Linked DNA regions of Manis pentadactyla: region 1 is linked to region 2. A link is a contact called in public Hi-C data. All regions are on one chromosome and are shown on one strand. The core of a region is the stretch at or near the end of the contact, and the rest is flanking DNA. Distances in the headings are between cores, read along the strand shown.

The links. A called contact is a pair of places that touch in the nucleus more often than the background predicts.
Region 1: a Hi-C map of skin fibroblasts shows a contact between it and region 2, with 5 times the contacts expected there. The contact joins the promoter of PXK here to the promoter of ACOX2 in region 2. A contact is called at or near these places in 2 of 3 Hi-C or Micro-C datasets (fibroblasts and skin fibroblasts).

What each region holds. Positions count from the first base shown.
Region 1 is chr1:229,584,899-229,587,598 of mManPen7.hap1, reverse strand. PXK (PX domain containing serine/threonine kinase like) reads left to right here and starts at 1,424. Exons shown (of 18, transcript XM_036877934.2): 1 at 1,424-1,633. The coding sequence starts at 1,532.
Region 2 is chr1:229,424,387-229,427,086 of mManPen7.hap1, reverse strand. ACOX2 (acyl-CoA oxidase 2) reads right to left here and starts at 1,380. Exons shown (of 15, transcript XM_057508196.1): 1 at 1,247-1,380.

The DNA.
Region 1 (2,700 bases), core at 175-2,674, 160 kb before region 2:
ACTGAACCATGAAGTTCTGTGTTTTCACCTTCACATGTCTCTCCATTGGGTAGTGGCCCCTATGTCAGTCTGTCATGGCTACTTGGCCACTTGGGATTACCCAAAAGTCTCATTAAGTTTGAGATCTGGAGAGGGTACCCTTTAGCTGTTGTCTAGGTCTTTGCTGTGATGTCAAATTTGGTAGTGATGGCAATACCAAGAAACTCAGCTCTTGTCTTTAATGTAGAAACTTAGGGGAGACAAATGTAAGAGAAACCCTCTCTCTATTCTGTGAACTGTAGAGGAAGGAAGAAACTAATATTGTCAGAGCTTTTATTAAGTGCCAAGCCCCTTCCCATCCTACTGCATTCCTCATATTAACCTACCCATACAGATACTATTTTCTCCATTTTGCAGATGGGGAGCGGGGGCCCAGAGAGATTGGGTAACTTACTCAAGGTCACACAGTTAGTAAATGCCAGAGCCCTGGAGATCCTGGTCATCTAATTCCAAAACTAACCCCTCCAGGTCTCTGGAGTGTTGCTGACCTAGGAGGTAGCAGTATGCTGGGATTTCTGTGGGAACTGGGGGAGGAGACCTGGGGAGTGGCAGGATTTTGGCCTTGGGTTTAGGCAGACCGGGGGGCAAATTTGGGGCTGGAAAGTTGATCACAAAGTTCTCTGGCTCTGGGTTTGAGCTTCTTGGAGCCAGTGTAGTGGGACTGAGGACCCCAAGTCTGAGGGATCTTGGTTGAGTGTTCCTGGCGTTGAAGGTTGAGCTAAAAGCTGGGAGTACCTGGACCAAGGCCCAGTTTTTAGAGTCCTCCGTTCAAAAAGCTTGGGTCTGAGGGTTCTGGAGTCCAAGGACTCCAACTGTGGGGTCCAATTCCAAAGGCCGAGCTCTTTCGTTCTTAGGTCTGAAAAGCCAGGTTCAAGGATTCCCGTAAAACCTGAATGAGGGGCCTGTTTGGGGAAGTTTCTGGGTCTGCAGGACTCAGAATGAAGTTTCCATTCTGAAGATCCCTTTTCTGGGTCTTGGGGTCCTTGTGTCCGGGAAGCCCGGCGGGGAAAGGTCCACTTGTAAAGGTCTCAAGTTAGCCCCCGCTGCTGAGGGCCTAATGCGAAAAGCCCAACACAGGCTTGGTTTGGGAATCTGCACCTGCGGGTTCCTGGATCGCAGGGCTTAGGATATTCAGGTCTGAGGATCTCTGGAGGTGAAGGCCTAGGGTGAAGTGTCGCCGGGGCTGAAGCCCGGGGCTAAGGGTACCGGGTCTGCGGCGCGACCGTGAGGAGCTTGGAAGCGCCGTTCCAGGCAACGATGACAGACGAGGTGGCGCTAGGACCCCGCGGGGAGGTGGCGGCGCGCAGGGCGGCGGGTGTTGACAGCGGCGATGGGTGCCGGCGGCGCTAGGACCCTGTGGGCCCGGCGGGCTGCGGCGGCGCGTGGGGCGGCGCGTGTTGACAGCGGCGGCGGCGGAGCCGGGCGGGCGGCGGGAGTCGGCGCCTCGGGTTCCTGCCCCTGGTCTCGCGGCGGTGCGGACGGGCGTCCCGGGATGGCCTTCATGGAGAAGCCGGCGGCCGGCAAGGTGCTGCTGGACGACACGGTGCCGCTGACAGCAGCCATCGAGGCGAGCCAGAGCCTGCAGTCCCACACGGTGCGCGGCCACGGGCGGGCGGGCGGCGCGGGGCGGCCGCGGGCCGCGGGAGGCTGAGGGCGGCGGGCCGGGCTGAGCGCCGGCGCGGGCCCGCAGGCGGCCGTCGGCGGCCCGGGCCCATAGGGGCGGGGGCCCAGGCGAGCGCTGGGGTCTGGACGGGCCGAGGGTGGCGGCCGCAGCCCCCCGGGCCTAGGACCGCGACCCGGGGAGGCGGGGGTTTCCTGGGCCCACCTCGGCCGGGGGAGTAAGTTGCTCGCCCAGGACCCTCGCGTCCTCTTCTTACCCGTGCCGCCCCCTTCTCCCCCTCTTCGGGGCCGAGGAGTTTCCCTCCTTTCTGGTGGGGATCGGAGTGGTAGGGAGGAGGGTGTGCCGGGCCAGATGGAAGGAAGACTCTAAGGCCTGCTTGTTGGGATTGTAGAGCGAAGGGGGCTGGGGTCTGCAGCCCCATTTCCAGGTCGGCTGCTCGGCGGAGCCTCGGGAAAGTACCCGATGAGGAAGCACACGGTGAGGGAGGCACTGGGGTCGTGCTGAGGCAAGTGTGTGAATGTGCCCCTTCCCTCCTCTAACCTGCTCTTTAGTGGGCAGTGGTGGCATTCATTTGAGTTTAAAATCCACTGGAGTAGCATAAAGGAGTAATAGGTCCTCATAGTAAACACAGGCAGAGCACATTTCTGTTACATGTACTGTCTTTTATGGGGCTTTAAAACCAGGGATGTTTTCGTTTGCCTCTGCCTTTTTTTTGAAAAGCACACTATGCATTATACTTTACAAGCAATAAACCCACGAACTAGCAAAAATCCCCCCAAAAAACAGGAGCTGCCAGCCAGTGGGACTGACTTTGGGAAATAATGAATGGGAAGGGAGATTCCTCAAAGTGAAATGTTTTGTTAGATCACCAAATCAGATTCTGGCCCAGAGGCTTGTTTGTTTCCCATGCTGTGTGTTTGGGGTTCATCATCTGGAGGCTGAAGCCCCACAATAGCCTTCTGTTTTGATTTTGTTGTTGTTCAAGCTGTTCTGGTGACTTCAAAGAGACCTTTTACTCTGTTGTATTAAAGTGGGACTTT
Region 2 (2,700 bases), core at 131-2,630:
TGGTCCCATTCATCTGGTCCCCTAAGTCCTGGGCTCATTCAGCCCATTTTTGTGAGCTTGAGGGGTTTTGTAGAGCTGAGGGCAGGGAGCTTGTTCCTTGCCTATGAAGTGTTGCCCCTGGAGCCCCTGTGTGTCCTCCACAGTCAGGGTGGACCCTGCATCCTTTGCAGCAGACATGCAGCCTGTTAGAAGCGCCTGTTCCCCTACAACAAGGCAACCACCAGGTACCATCTGCTCTATTTCTTGAGTCTCTCAGATCCATTTGCTCATCCCCATGGTCCCTACCCAGGCCACCATCATCTCTCACCGGGCCTCACTGCTTCTGTTTGTCCTCCTGGCTGCCGGGTGGGCTCTCAAACGGCAGTCACGTTGGTTCCCTTCCCTGCCTGGCATTTGCTCCTTGGTGCCCACTGTTTGTGGCATGGAGCTCATACTCCCCGCCATCCAACCACCTGCCACCCCTCTGGCCCCCTGCCTGGGTCAGCTGACCCCACCCAAGCCTCCTCACTCTCCTCCACCCCTTTGCCTCCACTGTTTGCCCTGTGCTCCTAGTGAGCCCCAGCCTCCAGGGACCCGTCCTCCAAGAGGCCTTCCTGGTAGCAGCCCCCTCTAGGGAACTGAGCACCCCTTGGTGTCCCCAGTGGGTGATCAGAGTGGGCAATGCGGAGCAGCTCCGTGTTTCCTGTCTGCTTGCTCGTGGGCCCCAGAGCCTAGCTGGAGGGAACATGCTGGAAACCGTTGCTGCCACTGTCTGGATCCCCTTTCTTCTCACCACAACCCTACAGACATGCTATTTTTATTATTACCATTTTACAGAGAGGACAGGATTCTGTGAGGTCACAGAGCCACATGAAGCCAATGGGATTCATACGCAGGCGTCTAAACCTAAGTGGGTGGCAGGGCCTTGGGGGTGCTGACATGGGGCCTGGCGCATTCAGGGAGCCCCCATCATGTGCCTCCTGGATCCCTGCAAGGCCACCCAGCCTGTCTCCTCTCTTCTGCCCGTCTCCACCCCCCATGGCTATTTCTGTCCCCTCCATTACCAGGTAAACTCTGCAAGGGCAGGGTCTTTTTCATATGTCCTGCAGCTGGAACAGCACAGGGCCCGGCCCCCAGATAGTATCCAGTAAATAGGTGTGGAATGTAAGACAGCAGTGCTGAGTCATTAGGAGCGGTGGGAAGGGTGGTCTTGACCGCAGGGGTCTCCCATACCCCCGCCCTCATGCCCCCAGCTTGCCTGACTCACCTCTGTCCTGGGTCTGTGCTCTGGGCCTGCCTGGAATCTCCAGCTGCAGACCTAGGCCCTCTGCTGGCGGCTCGGCCCCTTCCTCCTCCCCCAGAGAGGCTGGAGCACAGGCAACAAAGCGCTCCCTGGCAAGCTTCAGCACTCAGCTGCTCCGAGGCGATGCTGTTTGTGCCTCCACTCCCCCGGTGGAGTGTGCCCAGCGCCGGGACTGCCCTGGGGCTGTTTGCTGAGGCTGAAGCAGAGTGGACCTCTCGGCAGCCTCCGGGGCGGCTGAGTAGGTGCCGGCTCTGGGGCCGCTGTCCTTCTCCTCTTCCTGCTTCTCTGGCCCGCCCTCTCTGAGCCTGGGCCTGGTAACAATGCCCGTACTTTCATTCTGCCCGAGGAAACACCCCGGGCCCCGCCTGGGTCCAGAGGCTGAGTCCTGGTCCTGGAAGAGTGACTGTGGGTTACTGTACCTCTCTAAGCTCCCCTCCCCTTATAAAGGCCCTGGGGTATAAAGGAAAGCTCTTGGTGAACTGTAAATCCCCATAATTTGTAAGTTCAGATTATTACCACTTTCTTGATTCCTCTTAGCAGAATTTCTTAATGCCTAGGAGGGATGTTAAATGGAATTTCCGAGTCTCTGGTGGTCTGCTGGTGAGATATTTATGGGCAGGCATGTGAGGGCTTAGGAAGTGTAGGATGCACTGATTGGTCTATTCATCAGCGTGCATTTTTGAGTGCCCACAGTGATCTAAGCAGCGGGGTGTAGCGGGAAGCAAAAGCTAAGCAAAACCAAGCAGCTAGTGCCCTGTCCTGGGGAAGCTTCCAGGCTGGGGCTGGGGGCTGCTGGGGACAGCTCATCACAGGTGGGTTGGACAGGAAAACCTGGGCAGGATACGCACAACCATTTCTGATGAACGTATGATGTTTTCGAACTTAAAACCTTCTTGCCCTCTCTTCCTGCTCCCCTGGCCCTAGGCCCCTGCTTAATCTCTTCAGCTCCCCTTTATCTTTTCTTGTCACTATACATGTTACAGTCTCTCGGGAAGTCATTCCAGTCTGGATTGGAAGCTTTTGGACCTGCGTTCTTAGCTCCAAGCTCTTGGCTCTCGTGGTATAATAATAATAAAAAACATATTTTTTGCACATATTTAATCTTTGTCTCCAGTTGCTGGCAGAGCTCCTAAAAACCCTTGCAATCTCCTGAGTGATAAGATTGCCCTTTGGTATGGCTGGGGGCCCACAGATAGCTGCAGGAGGGGGGCCAGTTGCCAGAAAGACCAACCCTTAGTTGGAACTTACAGTCCTCCCCCACCAACACCTCCCAGCCAAACTTCCAGGGAGGGGAGAGGGGCTGGGGCTGGGCTGAGCACCAGTAGCCAGGGATTTGATCAACTGTGCCCATATAATGAAACCTTGATGAAAATCCCTAAGCACCAGGGTTTGGGGAGCTTCTGAGTTGGTGCATGCAT